3 separate regions of the Mus musculus genome follow, and regions 1 and 2 are each linked to region 3. Evidence: chromatin contacts called from public promoter capture Hi-C data. All regions are on one chromosome and are shown on one strand. Each heading gives the region's core, a stretch centred on a gene start, on an enhancer-like site or on the middle of the called end of the contact. The rest is flanking DNA. Distances are from core to core; before and after follow the strand shown. Region 1 holds the start of Trex2 (three prime repair exonuclease 2). Region 2 holds the start of Zfp92 (zinc finger protein 92). Region 3 holds the start of F8a (factor 8-associated gene A).

What was found. Promoter capture Hi-C pulls out the DNA fragments that hold promoters and counts their contacts. Capture Hi-C pulls out chosen DNA fragments and counts their contacts.
Region 1: a promoter capture Hi-C map of neural stem cells shows a contact between it and region 3. The contact joins the promoter of Trex2 here to the promoter of F8a in region 3. A contact is called at or near these places in 6 of 39 promoter capture datasets (3T3-L1-derived adipocytes, embryonic stem cells, hippocampal neurons and 2 more), 9 of 115 datasets of contacts at active chromatin or transcription factors (the SCID.adh cell line, astrocytes, bone marrow-derived dendritic cells and 4 more) and 2 of 9 other capture datasets (adipose tissue and liver).
Region 2: a contact with region 3 is called in a promoter capture Hi-C map of pancreatic islet. The contact joins the promoter of Zfp92 here to the promoter of F8a in region 3. A contact is called at or near these places in 8 of 39 promoter capture datasets (the C10 cell line, the HPC-7 cell line, cranial neural crest and 5 more), 3 of 115 datasets of contacts at active chromatin or transcription factors (embryonic stem cells and forebrain) and 3 of 9 other capture datasets (adipose tissue, liver and pancreatic islet).

The regions. Positions count from the first base shown.
Region 1 is chrX:73,433,502-73,436,620 of GRCm38.p6, reverse strand. It overlaps Trex2 (three prime repair exonuclease 2), which reads left to right and starts at 1,278. Exons shown (of 2, transcript NM_011907.4): 1 at 1,278-1,324; 2 at 1,948-2,916. The coding sequence starts at 1,982. The coding sequence ends at 2,692.
Region 2 is chrX:73,409,331-73,412,685 of GRCm38.p6, reverse strand. Zfp92 (zinc finger protein 92) reads right to left here and starts at 1,590. Exons shown (of 6, transcript NM_009566.5): 1 at 1,496-1,590; 2 at 956-998.
Region 3 is chrX:73,226,590-73,229,711 of GRCm38.p6, reverse strand. F8a (factor 8-associated gene A) reads right to left here and starts at 1,406. Exons shown (of 1, transcript NM_007978.3): 1 at 1-1,406. The coding sequence starts at 1,396. The coding sequence ends at 251.

The sequences.
Region 1 (3,119 bases), core at 29-2,528, 210 kb before region 3:
GAGTGGCTGCAGTGGGCAGGTACAGCATCAACCATATCCTTAGAAGGCTAGACCTGCAGTGTTGGATCTCTGGAATGAGATCTTCAAGAGAGGCCATGGATAACCTTCTAGCCTCTGGTCACACTCACATCTCACATCTCCCCATGAAGGGCAGCCAGGTCACATCTGGTGTCTCTCAGATGAAACAGAAAAGACCTTAGAGCAGTGGTTTTTAACCTGTGGATCAGTCGCTACCCTTTAGGGAGTTACATCATGCATGTTCGATATTTACATTACAATTAATAACAGCAAGATTATACTTACAATGTAGCAACAAAAATAATTTTATGCTTGGGTGTCACTACAACATGAAAAACTGTATTAAAGGGTTACAGCTCTGGGAAGGTTAAGACCTACTGTCTTAGAGTCCTAGAGGTCTCCCAGACACCTCTTTTTATTTCTGAAATTGAAAGAATTGAATCAGCTATATCCACAGGGCTGTGTGGGTCAGGCCTCATTGCTTCATGGCCTCCCTTTGCCTGCCTTTCCTCCCTGCCTTCTCCACAAGTCTACTAAATAAATTCTTGGAACACATTGGGTGTCAGGAGTGTCAAACATTTGGATGTCATACCCCTAGAGCAGAGGTCACCATCCCTACTTGTGGCTGGAAGATGGGGCCAGAGGGTGGTAATCTGCAGCCAGGCAATGTTCATATTGGAGATGTTCCCAAGGACACTCCCTGATCACTGAAGCAAGACCAAGGCCTTGTCCTCAGCATGTCTTCCCATTCAAAGGCTAAACAAAGCACAAGTAGGTGCTTCTGTCACTCCTGAGGTCATGGCAACCCCACGAAGGGCAGCCAGGTCCCCACTGATGGAAGAAACCAGGACCTGGAGAAGAGGACCTGTTGCCTCTGAGTAATATGTCCTGGCATAGGGCTAAGCATTACACCTGGTTTGTCCAGGTCTGCCAACCACAAGCCAGATCTGATGAGACTTGGCTGTAGGGTTTAGCAGAAGCCACAGTCTTCCATCACACTCTGACTTCCTCCTGCCTGTGAGGACACATTCCTTCGGCTCGTGACGGTGCTCATCACTCACCGGAAGCCTGTGTGCAGTCAGAGCCTACTTCTCAGTCTGTAAACATAGGGCGTGTGTCCTGGTGGCTGCAAGCTCATGAGGGGGTGGCAAGCAAGCCGGCCGCACAGGTCCTGCAGCCTCCAGTCTCCTGGTTGCCCAACTGGCGGCTGGGGGCGGGCTGTGTCCTCTGATTAAAGGCTGCCTGGAGCAGCCTGTGCAGAGACAGGTGCCCAGCAGTCCAGGAAGCCAGCTGAAGCCCGCCCCAGGTAAGCCAGTGTGATGGGGATAGGTGGATAAAGCCACGAGCCTAGAGGCAGGTAGAAGCCAGCTTGAGACAGCACTTGTTTTGCAGAGAAAAGGTTGGGAAGCCCAGGGTCCCCATGCCAGATTCCTCCGGTGCCTGACACCCAAAGGTAGAAAGCAGGGCATAATGCCTGAGGCTCCTAGCCAAGGTATTTCCACTTAGGGGTTGGGCCAAGGCACCAATTGTGGACTGTATCTGTTCCCCTCCTTGATGGGCTAGATCTGGGCCTGGCAGCAAAAGGAAGAGGACCCTGGGTTAAAGTCTAAGCACTTTCTTTTGTGCCTGTTTGATAAGGTGATAGAACAACGAAGGTTGGGTTGGAGATCCAGGAAAGGGAGGAGGGAGGACGGACAGAAGTAACAAGATTCTGGTTACTTGATCCTGGCCCCATGAGTCCTCTTTAAAGTGTCTCTAGATATGAATATGTATCAGAAACTACTCCTAGCACCAAAGGCCTCATGAGATGGGATGGAGCATCAGGAAGTGAGGTTCTGTGTAGTATAGCTTTGACCTGAGATGGCTATAGGTAGCAGGGCCTTGCTCTCATGTCTTTAGCCCTCTGGCTTATGCCACTTGTTCTGGCAGCTCTAGGCCTCATTGTTCCTGTGAGAACATCAGCATGTCTGAGCCACCCCGGGCTGAGACCTTTGTATTCCTGGACCTAGAAGCCACTGGGCTCCCAAACATGGATCCTGAGATTGCAGAGATATCCCTTTTTGCTGTTCACCGCTCTTCCCTGGAGAACCCAGAACGGGATGATTCTGGTTCCTTGGTGCTGCCCCGTGTTCTGGACAAGCTCACACTGTGCATGTGCCCGGAGCGCCCCTTTACTGCCAAGGCCAGTGAGATTACTGGTTTGAGCAGCGAAAGCCTGATGCACTGCGGGAAGGCTGGTTTCAATGGCGCTGTGGTAAGGACACTGCAGGGCTTCCTAAGCCGCCAGGAGGGCCCCATCTGCCTTGTGGCCCACAATGGCTTCGATTATGACTTCCCACTGCTGTGCACGGAGCTACAACGTCTGGGTGCCCATCTGCCCCAAGACACTGTCTGCCTGGACACACTGCCTGCATTGCGGGGCCTGGACCGTGCTCACAGCCACGGCACCAGGGCTCAAGGCCGCAAAAGCTACAGCCTGGCCAGTCTCTTCCACCGCTACTTCCAGGCTGAACCCAGTGCTGCCCATTCAGCAGAAGGTGATGTGCACACCCTGCTTCTGATCTTCCTGCATCGTGCTCCTGAGCTGCTCGCCTGGGCAGATGAGCAGGCCCGCAGCTGGGCTCATATTGAGCCCATGTACGTGCCACCTGATGGTCCAAGCCTCGAAGCCTGAATGCCAGTGCCATCCATTCATCCAGGCTCTGAGCTACATCTTTGCTCTCTGTAGCACCTTTGTGGCCTTCCTCAGCCCTGACCTACCTGGCCATAGGATCCTACAGCCTTCTCTGTACTCCACTATCAGTTGGGCACCTTCTGGCCAGCCTGTGAGTTGCTCTTTCAGGGCTTCCATCTTTCATCCCATTTCTCAATAAATATCACCAACTATTTACCAGCTGATTTACTGGCCAGACTTCTCTCCGCCCATACCCAAAATTATCCAACCAAGGCACAGAAGGGCCCATGCTGGCCTGATCCTGTGGTGAGCTCTGTGAGTATGTAGAGGGGAAGATTCTCAAAAGGGGCTTGTGATAGGTAGGAGTGCTAGACCTTTAGCCCTGGCTATCTCTCTGGTATGTTTCATGGTCCCCCTGAGTGTTGCC
Region 2 (3,355 bases), core at 341-2,840, 180 kb before region 3:
TGCCAAAGCCCTGAGGGAGCTCTCTTGCAACTACTGGCCCCAGGCTTAGTTCTGGGAGGAGAGGCCGTTAGAAGGCCACCAACAATGGATGCTTGCTGAGGGATCCTCTGAATAGGTGGGTCAGATCCTGACCTTTTCTGCCCACAGTCTTAACCAAGACTGTTACTTGGAGTTAACCCACACAGCTCATTTGACCCGTCCTTTGCCAGTTGCTCCCTCAGCTGCAGTCAGGAGTCAGAGCATGCTTGCCTCAGGGCCTTTGTACCAGCTATTCCTTCTGCCTAGAATATTCCTTCAAAACAGAAACATGTGCCTTATTCCTTTATCACCTTTAAGTTTGGATAGAAATTTTCTAGTCCCAGCACCTAAATTTGCAACTGGGCCTCCTTTTTTCAGCTCTTACTATCTTTCATTCAACCCATGTAGTTACTATTTTGAAATGTTTATGACTTATGGTCTGTGCTCAGTCACTAACTCCAACCATAGAGGGGATGATTTTTGCCATCTCCTTTGACAGGTCTCAGACAAGTCTGTAGTAACAACCTGGTTCATAATGGTTCTTGACAGACCCTTGTTAGATGGAACTAGTCATAACTAGTACTGCAGGAAAGCACTAGGCACAATTCCCCGTTCAGCTCAGCTCTACTCATTTCCTCACCCGCTTTCCCACCTTTCCTTCTGCCTTACCCCCTAAGTATTGGCTTGGCTGAGGTTTTTGCTCTTCCCTGGAGTGGGGGAAGCACAGTGGACACTGGTCAACACACACAGTGGAAAGGCACAACTCTTCATTCCCGAGAGCCACAGGTTCATGATTCTGATGGCCTGTCCCAGTCTGGGGGCTCTCACGGCTTGTGCCTGTGGGCTGTTTGCCAGGTGCCCTGGGTAACAGTGCCATGATCTCATAATTGGAGCTTGCCCAGACTTCCCCCACCCAGAGATATAAAACCAAAATTACCTGGGCAGATCAGCTGTGCAATGCTCTTGTGCCAGCCCCTGGTCTGAAAATCAGGAGAGAAATACAAAAGCTTCAGTTCCTTTGCTCCGCAGCCTCCCTAGCTCCCAGCTCAGCCCAGCTCCTCTTCCCAGGCACTAGAAAACGGGATCCCTGAAAGCTCCTGCTCAGCTCATTCAACACTGTCCCGGGGCTTCCCCAGATGTCGCCACTACAGCTTCTCCTTCCATCCTCTGGCCACCTGTGTCCTGTTCAGCTCAGCTCTACTCATTCCCTCACCTGCTTTCCCACCTTTCCTTCTGCCTTACCTCCTAAGTATTGGCTTGGCTGAGGTTTTTGCTCACACCTTCTGAGATAGGCCAATGATCCTTTAGTACTTCCCTTCTCCCGCCTGCTTGCCTACCTGTACGCTATACAGCTTTGGCTTCCTCTCTCCACCCCTACATCAGGCAAAACCAGAAGCCAAGGATGCTGCCTCCAAGAAGCTCTCCAGGGAGGCGTCCTGGAGAGGTTCTGAGCTCTCAGACTGCTGTCGGACCTCACCTTTGTTCACGAGGTTCGTCCTGCGTAGAGACCTTTGGCCAGGTCCTCTGCTGCTGCTAAGGAGCAGGGTGAGTGAGCAGGCGTGGCTGGGGCGGGGGCGACAGCGGCAGCCTGGGAACGGGGCGCAAAAGGGGAACACAGAGCATGCGCAGCGCTGCAGGAGGGCGGCTCAGCGCACTCTCGCCCCACTTAGGCGTCTGGTCTCACTCCCCATGAACCCGGGACACTTCCATTTTCTGTCTGGGCTGCTCTGAAGCAGTCTGATTGCAGTGGTCATTGTATGGCAGTACTGAAGCAACAAGAGAGGCCCCTGTTGATCCCATATCATTGATGAAGCGCCTCCCATGGATCAGATCACTGGGAATTCCACCCACCCATTCATTTATTTCCCTAGCATCAAGTGGCCAGGCCATGGTCTCCTAGTAAAGGACAGTTCCTGTGAGCAGGAAGGGCAAGGATCAGAAAAGAAGCATAGGGCATGAAGGGGGACCTAGGAGATGACAACGTAGAGAAGGAGAGAGAAGAGAAAGTGAAAGAACTGGTGGTGACCTACTGAACACAAGCCAGTCTTTTTCCTCAAGTTACCCCATGTGGTCAGCAAGCCAGCCCCCCAGGGTAGACATCAGGGTTACCATTTTCCCACATAGATCACCATCCATATGGTAGAACCAATATGGAAACCCAAGGGCTGGAGTTCTACACTTCTTTCTGGAAAGTTCCGAGATCTCCCAAGAAAAGTCAGTGTGAATAAGAGTAGAACATAAAGAAAAAAGAAACTAAACCATATTATTGGTGCTACCAAAGCCTCCCAACCCTGGCTTCTAGGAACTGAGCTGTGTCTTTCCTTATAAAGCTGACCAGGGTCTTCTGTCTTAAGGTGGCCTTGAGACCAGGTGGGGCCAAGGGCAAGGAGCCCTCTGCAAGTCTGTGATCCTAGGATAAGCCTGTCATATTTCCCAGGCTTGGGGGAAAAGCTAGGACCCCCCGGTCAAGATGCTTCTGTCAGTGAAGAGTGGAGACTGAAGAGGAACAATGGCAAGCACAGCTTTGGAGCCCCTTTCCTGGAACAGGCTGGGGGGCCCTCAGGGCCCTCAGCTGTGGGTTTCAATGAAAAGATGCCTGCTCACTGGGGCTGTTGGACAGGCATACCCAGGTCTGTGTCCCAGAGTAATGTACACCCCCCTGACTCCCAGTGTCTGTGAATGTGGCCACACACAAGAGACAGATCTCTGAGGATGTTGTCCCATTAAAGATGGAGAGATGAGATCACCCTGATCATCCAGGTGGCCCCAAGTCCAGTGACAGAGGTTCAGAGGCACACAGAAGGAAAAGGCCTGGTGGTAGGGGTATGTGGCCACAGCCAAGGGAAGCTGGAACTGCTAGAAGAGGTGGGAAGGGTCCTCCCTCAGCCCCTCTGAAGGGGTGCGCACTGACTTTAGGCTCTAGCACTCTAGAGCTGTGGGAGTCTGGTTCCTTCCAGGCTCTGCTCATTTGCTGTGCCCCCCCCCCAAGATACTCATCCCTGAGGCGATCAGGGGAACTTAAAGTGTTTTAAGGACAATTTGATATGGAGGCCGGTGCTCTTTGTGCCCACACTATTAGGGTCATTAAACTGGTATGGAGACCACCTTGGCCATGCCTCTCCCTTTGGCTTTGGCCATTCTGAGGAGCCTGGGCAGCCGCCATTCTGGTTTATTCTATTACATGTGTGTCATGAAGTCCAGCCTCCATTCCAGAGAGCAGAATTAAGCTACAGGTCTTGTGTGAGTTGGTTCTCTTCTACTAAGTATATTCCAGGCACCAAACTCAGGTCATCAGGCTTGTCAGAAAGCATCTTAACTTGCTGACACATCTTTCTAG
Region 3 (3,122 bases), core at 157-2,656:
CATAAAGAAAGATTACTCCGTAGAATCTCCTCCAGCCTTAAGGATGAAGTTTTCTCATTCGAGGCAATAATGGATGGAATTGGAGGGCACTAATTTAAGTAACTTGCTAGGCACACAAAGCCAAATTAACATGGCAGCAATAGAAATGAAAAGAAAAACAAGACAAAAACAGACAAAAAAAACAGAAGCTAGATCACATGTTTCATCACCTGTCCCCAAAGATAAAACAAGTTGGTAAGAAGGTGACTTATCAGACACCCTGTCCAGAGGGAGAGATGGTTTCCTGCAGAACGAGGTGGAGGAGGTGGTTCTGCTCAGCGGTTAGCAGTGGCCACATCTCCACCTGCAGCTTCTTGATGCCTTCAGTGTCCTTTTCTTGGGCAGCCATGACCAGAGACTGCAATAACAGAAACAGCTCCTCAGGAAGCTGGCCGCTGGTATCCTGGCCATGGCCATCGAAAGCCTCCCAGGAGTACTTCTCCAGGGTCTGGGCATGCTCGGGCAGCAGCTTGGCAGGTGGTGGTTGCAGGAGCAGCAGCAGCAGTACACGGGACACCTCACACCTGACTAGGACGTCAGCAAAGGCACCGAGTGTGCCAGGTGAAGGCGCAACAGAGCCTGGGGCGTGGTCCGGGGGCTGCGGGAGGGGCAAGGTCGAGCCCAAGACAGGTCTCGGCTGGGGTCCCGACAGGGGTGGCTGGGGCCCAGAAGGCGGCTGCGGCAGCAGCTCGAGTTGCTGTACCGGGTGGCCCCCATGCTCCCGTGCCAGGCGTTGCATGCGTGTAAATAGCGCCAGGGCGCCTGTGTAGTCGCGCGCCAACAGCTGGCAGGAGGCAGCATCACCAAGCGCTTGCAGTGCGGCCAGTGGCATCAGGGGCAGGTGCAGCTGGGCAGCCCGCTGAAAGTGACCGGCAGCAGCGGCCGGCTGGCCCACTGCGCGAAGGGCAGCAGCTAGTTCCAGGCACAGTGCAGCAGCGGCGGCAGGCTGGCCGAGCTCGAGGTGCAAGCGCACAGCGGCGCCGAGGGCGCTGGCGGCCGCCTGCAGAGGCTCCCCGTAGGCGGCGGGACAGCCCAAGCGTTGGCGCGCGTCGCACTCCTGCCGCAGGAAAAGTCGGGCCGCCTCTGTGAGGGCCAGCGCTTCCCCGGGCCCATGGAAGAGCGCCTGCTGGCAGCGCGCCACAGCCAGCTGGCACCAGGCAGCATAAGGCAGGCACTCCTGGGCGCGCAGCTCCCGGGCTAGCTGGGCGAACTGCTCCCCGGCCTCGGCCACGTTCGGCTTCCTCAAGAAGCGCTTCTTGAGCTTGTTGGACACCTGCCGATAGCGTGCCAAGAAGTCCCCAGCCTCTGAGCCTGGCCAGGCACCGCCGCCCAAGGAGGACGCAGAGCCCGCAGCCATGTTGACCGGCTAGCCGCGCCGCCTTACTTCCGGTTGAGGGAGGGCTGAGGGGGAACAGCTATGACTAACGCTACGCTGCGCCTAGCCCACAATGGGATCACAATTCATCACCTCCGCTTCCGCCTCAGGCGCCCCAGCGCTCTGCTGTAGCCACAGTGATGTGCAAAGTGCTGTTGAAGGAGGGATATGGAGGACTATAAAAGCCAATCAAGGAAGAAGGGCTGGGTGCCTACCCAAACAGTCCCCGTATGGAATTAAATTCTGCGGGGGTGGGGCTTGAGTGACGCAAATGGAGGGGGCGGGTCCAGTGCCAGTCAAATATGCAAAGGATTTCTCTGCTGCCAGGATTAGCATCGTACCCCTCACTTCCTCAACAAACATGAGACCTGACTGAGCAAGCTAGTACAGGTCCTGCCATGGTGGGAGCCTTTGCTAGTTTACAGCTTATTTACAATCATATACACATTGATATACATATCACCTGCAATCATATACACATTGATTTTGAAAGAGTTTTCATGAAGGATTTTTAGCAGGACATGCACTACCAAAGGCACTTTAAATTAGCTATTGTACATGCATGTGTTTCAATTTATACCAAGTATTTAAAAACAAAGAAGGGATTCCTTTTACTTTATTTTGAACTATCTCAATTAGTCCAAATGATTACCTACCAGAACTTGAACAAAAGGGGGGAGTGTACATTATTAAATTTATATATAAAGGATTATATACTTGCACCTAGTAGAGAATTACGTGCCTGAAAATAATTTGTCAAGATGTACAACAGAAGCTAATTTTCATTTCGCAAATTCTCTTGTCTTCTCCTTAGTTTTTCATGGTGTGATACACTTGGATCCTATCCTCCAAATTCTAAAAAAGCAATCCATTGATCCAAAAGTCAAATGAACTCAGCAAATAAAGGATGTGTTAATTTTCTACTCTTATCGTGAACCAAAAAATAGAATTGTGCATAGCAGACCTATCATTTAAAAGCATCAATGGAGGCCTGAGAGAAAGCTTACTGCTTAAGAGCATTTGTTGCTCTTGCAGAGGACCTGAGTTCATTTCCCAGTAAAACACACAGACACATAAAGAAATAATTTTTAAAAACCATCAATGTCTTGATCAATCTCTCTCTGTCTCTCTCTCCCTCCATCCCTCCTGCCCTCCTGCCCTCCCTCCCTCTGAAAAAAGCCAGTATACCAATTTCTCTCTTAAATGACAACCTATCCCATAGAACAGTGATATATCACATATGTACTTTAGGTTTCAAATGAGTGCATTTATGTATATTGCAAGCAAATGTAAAACAATAAACAACATAATACAGCACATAAATAGAAGAGGCAGGCAGCAAAGTATTATCAAACCAGGCACTTACAACCTTTAGCCAAAAAGACTTAAGATAGCTTAATTAGTTAAGAGAACAAAGGGAACATCATTAAATTGGGCACTTAAAACATCCAGTGTAATGACTGGAAAGACCTACTGAGATGGGCTGGAGTTCCAGTCCTGGGCAGAACAACTTCTTCACAGACCACTTTCCAGTTTCTCATTTCCATCAAGCAGTTTTATAGCATGGGGTCAACTATTGTAATAATAATAACCTTTGTCGGAAATGATCCCTCTTCTAGCTGTCTTAAAGATGTGCTCTTTTAAACAGCCTTTGCTGTTTGTTGTTCTCCTCCCTCGCTGTCAAAAAGGCAGGGGTTAACCTGTCTAA